Linked DNA regions of Mus musculus: region 1 is linked to region 2. Evidence: chromatin contacts called from public ChIA-PET data. All regions are on one chromosome and are shown on one strand. Each heading gives the region's core, a stretch centred on a gene start, on an enhancer-like site or on the middle of the called end of the contact. The rest is flanking DNA. Distances are from core to core; before and after follow the strand shown. Region 1 holds the start of Sel1l (sel-1 suppressor of lin-12-like (C. elegans)). Region 2 overlaps Ston2 (stonin 2).

Region 1 (4,381 bases), core at 1,595-4,094, 83 kb before region 2:
GGAAAAAAAATCATTGTGGTAGCTGTAGTGTGTCACAGTGTGCCCCACAGCATACCCTTTTGTCCACACTGCTTTGCTTGCAAATGTTCATCGCAATGAGTCGGTGGTCTGGTTTGAAGCCTCTGGCTTCTGCTACACCATCAATACTGGAACTTCACTGGGACTCCTTTCAGGCATCCTGTTGTTGCCCTGTGTCATGGAGATCCCGTAGTTTTGGATCTGTAGGACTGGCTTCTTTATGCACTCCAGCAGTTCACTGATAGGGTAGATGTTGCAGTGGGCAATTTCAAAGCCCTGGATCTGGGTCTGAGTGGTAGCTAGCTGGTCAGCCTGCCAGCTCTCCTGCACCCACACCACCCAGATGAGCTCTCCTATCTTGCCCTGGCTGGTCCATCCAATGCTGTAGCCAGCAAAGGGCAAAGCCAGGTCTCCTGCTCTCATGTCCTCAGGTCTGGGTCATCCACACCCATGCTGTCAGGACCAGCTCTACTATGCTGCCCAGATAAAGGGCAGGACCCACTTTTCCAAGTGTTGCAGCTGATGAGGGACAGGGCCAGTTCTCCCACTCTCGTGACTCCAGAGCCAGCTCTTCCAACTGCCATAGTTATCAATGGATGAGGGGGGAGGAAGCCATTTCTCCCTCATCCACACCACCACACAGGAGACAACAGTAAGAGCCAGCTCTCCCATGCTCTCACCCTCAGTCTGGCTCACCCAAAATCTTTATTGGAGACACATAGAGATATATAGTTATATATCTATATCTATATCTATCTATATACACATATACAGATATAGATATATCCAGATTGTTAGTAAAGAAACAGCCAACATGACCACTCCATGATAAGGTTAAGGTTTTAGTTGTTTATATAAGCAGGAAAACAGCCAGATGCATCTAGAAGAGTCCAGAACAGAAAGGGAAGCAGGCTGTGTATGGCCTGGCCTAGGAAAGCAGGACAGAGGAAGAGAATCTTGGAGACAGCAAGAGATGGCAGACGGGGAGAATAATAAGGGTTGGGGTGCCTGCAGGAAGAGTAGAGAATAGTGAGCTATAAGGAGGGTGAGTAGCTTCTGGGAGGGAAGGGCCAAGAGACCAATGAGAGAGCTTTGGAATGTACAACAAGTACTTGTGAGCAGAGACTGAGAGCGCCTAGAGGCTGGCATAGGCTTTCCTATACAGCCACAGGTCCAGGTCAATGGAGAGCCGTATGTCACTTCTGCCAGAGGTATGAGAAATGATTCCTTTTGGCAGATGGAAAGCAATTTCACAAGTTTCTGAAGAATGCTGGCTTTTATCAACCCACCAGAAGTCCTCCTGTGGTCCAGCTGGAGCTCATTTCTGAATATTCAGACACCCTGAGATCTAATATTGAGGACCTTAGCTCCATCCTTCAGAACCCAGGTTTTTTAAAAGCAAGCACAGCAGCATGGGCCTGGAATCCCATTACTGTGGCAGAGCAGACATGAGAATCCTTGGGACATCCTAGTTAAACCAGGGTTTGGCTAGATGAATCAACAAGGCCCATGTTGAGACCTTGTCTCAAAAAATAAGGTGGAGAAGGTAGAGATCAATTGAGAACGAACCCTGACATTAACCTCCATCCTATACACCTTTATGCGCATGGTGCACGCACACACACACACTGAGGGGGTGTTGGGGGGCATGGGGGAAACTGTTCCCCATGCCCTCTGATGCAAACGTACAGCAGCTAATTTTTTAACATCTTCCTAAAAATAATGACTGCCAAAAAAGATAGAAAACAAGTGTTCAGAGAAGTCAAGACACTGAGACAGGAAAGACTTTCCCCCCTAACCCCCTGCTGAGTTCTGTATGCAGTGCTGGAAAATAAATCTTAGAAGGATTCAATTTGATTAAGAAGACTGAAAAGCATCAAGATGCTGCCCTGCCACTCAAAGGGATTGTGCGTGCATCGGTACTTACTACATAACTATTGCAATCCCTGAAGTGCCTTGGCTCTCACCTCTGTGGCCACACAAACCATCTAATCCCTTTTCTGGTCAAGGAAAAAGAGAGCATTGCAATATTTCACTAGAGAAGAATGAGGACCAGTGTTTGAAGGGTTTGGGAGAGCTGTTAGAACATTTATTGAGTGGCTAATATATATGGAAGCCTTAGTGAAAACAATCACAGGAGCTGAACTAATCTCCACTGGTAGGAATTTCTTCCCTTTTGTTTTATTAGGGAAATGACAAGCGGCATTGTCTTGTACTGCTGGCTCTGTAAACTTCACGTATTGCTTCACCTAAGCTTTTTTTTTTTAAGACTTAAGTATTTTTTTTAACTAAATATTTAAAATTTTCAGTTCAGGTATAGCTTATTTCTCAGCGTTCATATCATGTCCAGTTCAAGTTCTCAAAATAATTAAAAAGAAATACTTAGCAACCTTGCAAGTTCTTAACCGTTTGATATCTGTTCCTTGATAATTATTCTGGTTCAAACGCAAGAGTCCAGTGAATCATTTTCTTGAAACTCCTTATGCCCTCAGCCACCTGCGGCTTCTAACCTGACTTTATGCTAAACTGCATCTCCCAAGAGCATCGGCCGAGAAAAATCTAGTGCGGTGCATGGTGGGAGTTGTAGTCCTGGATGAGGGTTCCCCCGCCTTCGAGCCGCTGATTCAGGCGCTACCAATTAGCTGGGGCCATGTCGGTGAGGCCGTGGTCCAACCGGGAAAGCTGGTATGACAACTGTACACAATGATTGGCTAAAAGATGACATAGGGGGCGTGACTATGTGTGGGGTGGGGCGATCACGGCCATTGGCCAAGGAGGACGGAGCGGCGGGCGCGGATTGGCTGCGCTCTGGGCCAGGGAGGCCTGGGAAGGGGCGAAGAAGGAACCTGAGCAGGAAGAGCGGCTGCGAGGCGGCGGCACAGAGGCAGCGGCTGAGTTGGTCGCGGCGACGGCGACGGCGACGGCGAGGGCTCTCGACCTTCGAGAGCAGGATGCAGGTCCGCGTCAGGCTGTCGTTGCTGCTGCTCTGCGCGGTGCTCCTGGGCTCGGCAGCCGCGACCTCGGGTCAGTATCGAGCCTCGGGCAGCAGGCCCCGAGCCACCGCCCCCCGACCGCGGTGGAGACAGGGCCACGGGGCTCAGCGGTCTCGGGCACTGCTCGCCCTGACTGTCACTCGCTCTTGCCTTGGGCATCGGTTAGCCTGGGCCGAAGAGGGTGCTTAGGAAACTGGACATAAGGAAGGGCTGGTCACCCTGCCCACACCTCTCCCACGCAGCAAACTTTAGGTGACTTCTGACGAATTAGGAATTGCCCAATTAGGAGGGGATTCCTGACGGCTGGCTTAGACCCTCAGAGATTCCTCTACCTTCACGTAGGTGATGTGTGCACAGGCTCTGGGACACGCTGGGGTTTGCAGTTGACATACCTGGAGCTGTCACTTTTGTGCAGAGCAGGGTTCATCCGGACTAGGATGTTGACAGTGGAGGAATTGCTCAACACCTGATCTGTTAGTCTGGTTTTTAAAAGAAAAAACTCTGATATAATTGTAGTCACTTGTCCCCCGCGTCCTGGGAAAAATGTGACCTCTGCCACGGTGTCCATGGTCTTTGAGTTTGTAGATAGTCATTTTATTTATGGGTTTTGAGACAGACTTAGTTCTTTCAAAATTAATAGAAAATAATGTTGCCCTTTTCTGTAGGTACAAAAAGCCGTGTGCTTTTAAATTGATTTTTCGACTAGCTGACTTACATTACCTCTTTGCAAAGGATTTTCTTTTTTAATGTTTTGATCTGCCTATATCAGAAAACTTACTGTCTTAGAAATGTTTCTCTTAAACGTACTTAGGATGTTTTAGAGTGAATAAACATTGACTCCTGGAAGACTTTGAGATTTTTAATCAGTTTCGCTTAACAAGACAGCTGTTGGGTGGCTTTATACTTTTTTCTGGAACACTGCAAAATGTAAATGTCATCTTTAAAAAAAAACAAAAAAAAACCCGAATTTCCCCAGATGGTTATTTGAATCCCCAGATCCTCCGTTCTAGTTGTAAATGAAAGCCATAATGTCATCCTACTTCTAAAATCGAGTTAGACCAAAATGCTGTCTCCGGTGTGTTTGGAGACACCCTTTCAAATGTGGCAAGCATATGGTAACCACTTTACTGCCAGCATTATGCTTGAGGTTGATCCTGCTTCATTTGAAATGACAGTTTGTGTTGAAGAGCAGTTCTTTAAAGACTACAATACTTGACTCTGGCAGAAATTCTAGCGGGTATTGTTCAAAAGAAGTATGCCGTGGAAGCTGCCCTTGCCTTGGGTAAAGTACCTGATGGGCTGAGTTCCTCTTGGGGTTTTGCTAAGTTTTAGATCTAGAATATACCACATACCCATACATGAACGAGCTC
Region 2 (4,370 bases), core at 526-3,025:
GCTGCTTCCGTAAAGGTCTCCAGGTGAGTCACAGGTACACGCCGTCCTACCAAGTGCACTGGGGGTGCTATCCACTTTTAAAAAATCACAGGATGCATCCTCACAAACTGCCCTCTCATGAAATGAGCACGAGAGAAGCAGTGTAAGAGAAAAAGAGAAGCCAAGGACGGGTGATTTGCCTTGGGCTTCTGGGAAGAATGCTGCTCCCTCCTGCTCTCCACTTATGGGCGTTCGTGTGTGTGTGTGTGTGTGTGTGTGTGTGTGACTGTGAATGTATGTGTGTCTCTCTGTGTGTCTGTGTGTGCATGTGTGTGTGTCTGTCTCTGTGTGTTTGTGTGTCTCTGTGAGTGTATGTGTGTGTGCACAGGCCCACTTGCCCCCATACTCACATGCATGTGTGCACGTATGATCACCCATGTAGGCACGTGTGGAGACCAGAAGCGGGGATTAGAATTGCTTTCCCTTACTCTTTGAACTATTTTTATTAATTTCGTTGAGAACGTCATACAATTTATTTTGAACCTATTCACTCCCTCTCCACCCTCATCCCTTTGCACCCAACTGTGAGGACTCCTCCTCCTCCTCCTCCTCCTTGCCCCCATCAAGTCTTGTCTTGATGTCTGACTAGTCTTATCCACCTTATTTTGTGAGGCAGGGTCTCGAATTGAATCTGAAGTTTGCTATCTTAGGCAGAAAAGCTGGCTAGAGAACCTCCGGGCTCTCCCGGCCCTGCCCCTCAGCACTGGAGCCACAAGTGTGTGCTGCTCTGTCTTGGGTGTTTTATATCGATGCTGGGGACACAGATTACTTAGCCACTAAGCCATGTCCTCAGGCCCCCTATTCTGTCATCCTGAATGGAAAAGCATCTTGGACTTCAGGAGGGTGAGTCGTTCGTTGGCCAAGTTTGGATGCGGAGCTCGAAAGGCTGTTAGACATTGACATGAGCTGGTCACTGGGTGGAATCCATAGAGAATTTGAATCTGGAGGCATGTATATGAGGGTCTTAGGTTTGGTGATGGGACCTGGGGGGCGAATGAGAACGGCTCCTCACTCCCTGAGGCTCATGTGTTCGGATGCTTAGTTACCAGAGAGTGGAACTGTTTGGGAAGAATTCGGAGGTATGGCCGTGCTGGGGTAGGTGTGGCCTTGTTGGAGGAAGTATGTCACTGGGGGTGGGCTTTGAGGTTTCAAAAGCCCACACCAATCTCAGTCTCTCCCTCTTAGCCTGCTGCCTGTGGATACGGATGTAGCTCTCAGCTACTGCTCCAGTGCCATGCTTGCCTGCCTGCCACCACCGATCCTCCTGCTATGATGATAATAGACTGACATTCTGAAATTGTAAGGGAGCCCCAAGTTAAATGCTTTCTCCTATAAGTTGCCTTGGTCATGGTGTCTCTTCAGAGCATTAGCACCAGCACAGGACCTAATTCTGGGTGAAAGTGAAAGTAATCCAGTAGCGAGTTCTGTGTGTGAACCAGGGTCACCGGAGTTCTGGCTTTTAGAAGACTCAGTCCGGCTCTCCGACTCCACTTTGTTCTTTCCCTCCCCTTTACAATAGAAGAAACGGACTTCTTGGAGACTGGCATTGTCCTGCCTTGTTTATATCATTCTAACCATCTAGTGAGGGGGCTCACCCATAGTCTTGAAAAATCAGTGAACCAGCATCGGCTACCATTTGTTCTCCCAGCAGCCTCGTGTCCTTGGGGAAGTCACCCAGCCTCTAAGACTGAGTCTCTGTCCCTGTCAGCTGGTAACTGGTAGTAACAGCCTGTCCCTGAGGCAGGAGGGGGGAGGGCTCTGCGAGTGCTGCACTAATGCTCTGAAGTGGTTCCCTCAGCTGTGGCTGTCATCGCTTGTGTCGTGCCATCACATTAGAGAAAGGAACCCTGGCGGTTCACATGCCCTCAGAGCCCTTCCGCTTCTCCACAGACTGAGAACCACAGATGCAGGGCAAGGAGCTAATGCAATGCATTGCTCACACTTGTCACTTGTGACGTTCCTTGGTCACTGAAATGCTACATCCAGTGACCAAGCCTGGCCCGTGGTGCGGCTGTCGCTACACAAATCACAGAGGCAGAGACATTCAGAGAAAAATGCAGGCATTTAAAAAGGGGTTCAGGGGGTGGGTCATCTCTGTCTGTGACACTGACCTCATGCTTGCCCTAAGCCAAGCAGGAAGATCCTCCCTGCCCCCTAACATGCGAGCTCATCTTGTCTTCTGTTGTAAATTCAAATGGTGTGGTTGTTTGAAACCACTTTATTTTGATCTCTAAATAATATTCTGGATCTATTAAAGTTTTTTTTATTATTTGTGTGTGTGTGTGTGGGGGGGTACGCATAGACATGCTCCTCAGTCACCCTTCACCTTGTGGTGTCTGTCGTATTTGAGCCCAGAGCGTACCGATTTGGCTAGTCTAGCTGGCTTGTCCCTCACTGTCCCTATCCAACCCCCCACTCCACTACTTCTCCCTCCTCTGCTGGGTTGCAGGTGGGTTCCACACCCACGCGGCATCCATTGGCACAGGTGCTGGGGATCCAACCTCTGCCCCTTGCTCTTGCCCAGTGAGCTCATTGCCCGCTGAGCCGTCTCCCCAGCCTCTGAGACGTTCACAAGTGGCAACTGCGGCTCTCTAGTCCTGCCTCTCATTCTCCAAGTAGACTTCTGCTGGGTTTGCATTTGTGGTTTACCTGCTTTGAATTTGCGGCTTTTCTGTTTCGCAAGAGTTACTGTCAGTGAGTTGTCTACCCAGAGAAATACTATTCGCGGTGGCAGGACCAAGTATGTGCCATGGCGCGGTGTGCTCCTAAATCGATCCTGGAGTGTTTTGAGAAACAGTTTCCAGATGGATGTGGGTGATGTGAGGGCTGCAAAGAAAACATTAGAAACATCAAAGTAGGAAAGACCTTCCAGGGTGAAGTTTTTCTTTCTGTTTTTCCAGTTTGAGGAAGTGAAGAGGGTAGGCTTAAACGGTGGGAAATTTCCACCAACTTGGGAGAAGAAACAAGCAACAGACTTAATTCTTAGCCACTAAGGTGCTAGCACAGGGGTCACAAGGTCAGAGGATCCTGGCTCATTTGTCTGTGGTGACAGGCTCCTCTGCCCCCACTGGGAACGCCTCCCCTGGAACAATAGCCATGTCCCCAGGAAGTTGAAATGCATGCAAACAGTTATATAAATATAAATCACACTACTCTAGAGTTTAGAAGTATACTGTGGGTGTGCTTGTAGACATTTCCCAGATTATCTTTAGTGGGAAAATGTGTGTGTGTGTGTGTGTGTGTGTGTGTGTGTGTGTGAGTGTAAGTGTGTGTAAGAAAAATGGACAGGAATTTCAAAAATTACTCTTAAAGCAGGAATGAACCAGAGATGCAGGTGAGCAGTGGCCATTGAAACGGAGTCAGTTGCTCACATTTTATGATCTGAGAATTCTCTTATCTCATCGTCAGGACACTTCTAACAGACATGCCCTGAACATAACAGCTTTCAAAAAGGAAGGCATGGTGGTGCATTTTAGATCCCCCACCCCAACCCCCTGAGCCTGATATACTGAAGCCCAGCCAGCCCTGTGGACATGCCAGCTGTGCCAAGCCCACCAGGGTGTCTGGCTTCATCCCTCCTAGCTGTTGGAGAACCCTACACAGCCTTGCTTAGTCAGCACTTGGACTTGGGACGGATCTTGTGTGTGAGTGGTCTGGAACGCAACCTATACTCAAGGATAAGGTCACATCAGGCTGGGGTCACTCAGCTGCAACTTTGAGGCCCCCTGCTGTGTGTGTGTGTGTGTGTGTGTGTGTGTGTGTGTGTGTGTGTATGGCTGGCTGGCTGGCTGGTTTTGGTTGTCTGCCTGTGTCAGGATTCTCAGAAAAGGGAAGCAGATCCTCTGTACATTGCTGAAAATGGAAAGAAGGAATTATCGGCTCAGGGTCAGTGGGAGCCACTATGTCTAGCTTCCCTCTGCGGCTCTGGAATGATTCTGTCTTGTTTTGAACAGCCCGAAGCTGAGTGGAGCCCGACGCACTGTTCTGGGGCTGAGTCTTTAACAGGGAGTCAAGAGGTCCCAGGGGGGTTGGCAGTGGCAGTTTGGGCAGGCTGCCCATAAAGCACCTTAAACCACAGATGATGTCGTGTGGGATGTGTGATTTTTCCTAACTGAAGAGATTCAGAGAGCCCCAACATGTGAGAAAAGTACTAGAACTAGTTCCACGGGGAGGCTTCGAGCCATGCATCTTACCCGTGGTCCGTCAGGGAGAAGTCTTCTGATGCAGAACGTGAGAGTGTAGCTGTAACACAGGCTGTGGTGGCACACGCATGCCTTTAACCCCAGCACTGGGGAGGCAGAGGTAGGCGGATCTCTGTGAGTGTAAGCCAG

What was found. ChIA-PET counts read pairs in DNA pulled down with a chosen protein or histone mark.
Region 1: an RNA polymerase II ChIA-PET map of effector CD8 T cells shows a contact between it and region 2, with 19 read pairs. The contact joins the promoter of Sel1l here to the enhancer-like site in region 2. A contact is called at or near these places in 1 of 15 datasets of contacts at CTCF or cohesin (CD8 T cells), 1 of 484 Hi-C or Micro-C datasets (memory CD8 T cells), 4 of 115 datasets of contacts at active chromatin or transcription factors (double positive thymocytes, effector CD8 T cells, intestinal villus epithelium and 1 more) and 1 of 9 other capture datasets (adipose tissue).

What each region holds. Positions count from the first base shown.
Region 1 is chr12:91,847,620-91,852,000 of GRCm38.p6, reverse strand. It overlaps Sel1l (sel-1 suppressor of lin-12-like (C. elegans)), which reads left to right and starts at 2,844. Exons shown (of 21, transcript NM_001039089.1): 1 at 2,844-3,042. The coding sequence starts at 2,970.
Region 2 is chr12:91,764,001-91,768,370 of GRCm38.p6, reverse strand. All of the region lies in intron 1 of Ston2 (stonin 2), which reads left to right. Among named protein-coding and RNA genes, the nearest start is that of Gm34718, 9.4 kb to the right of the region's middle. Within about 2 kb of position 1,775, at least 203 of the 459 cell types and tissues checked have an H3K27ac peak or open chromatin away from gene starts, as enhancers often do. A contact at or near this core is called in CD8 T cells, adipose tissue, effector CD8 T cells and 1 more, where this site is marked.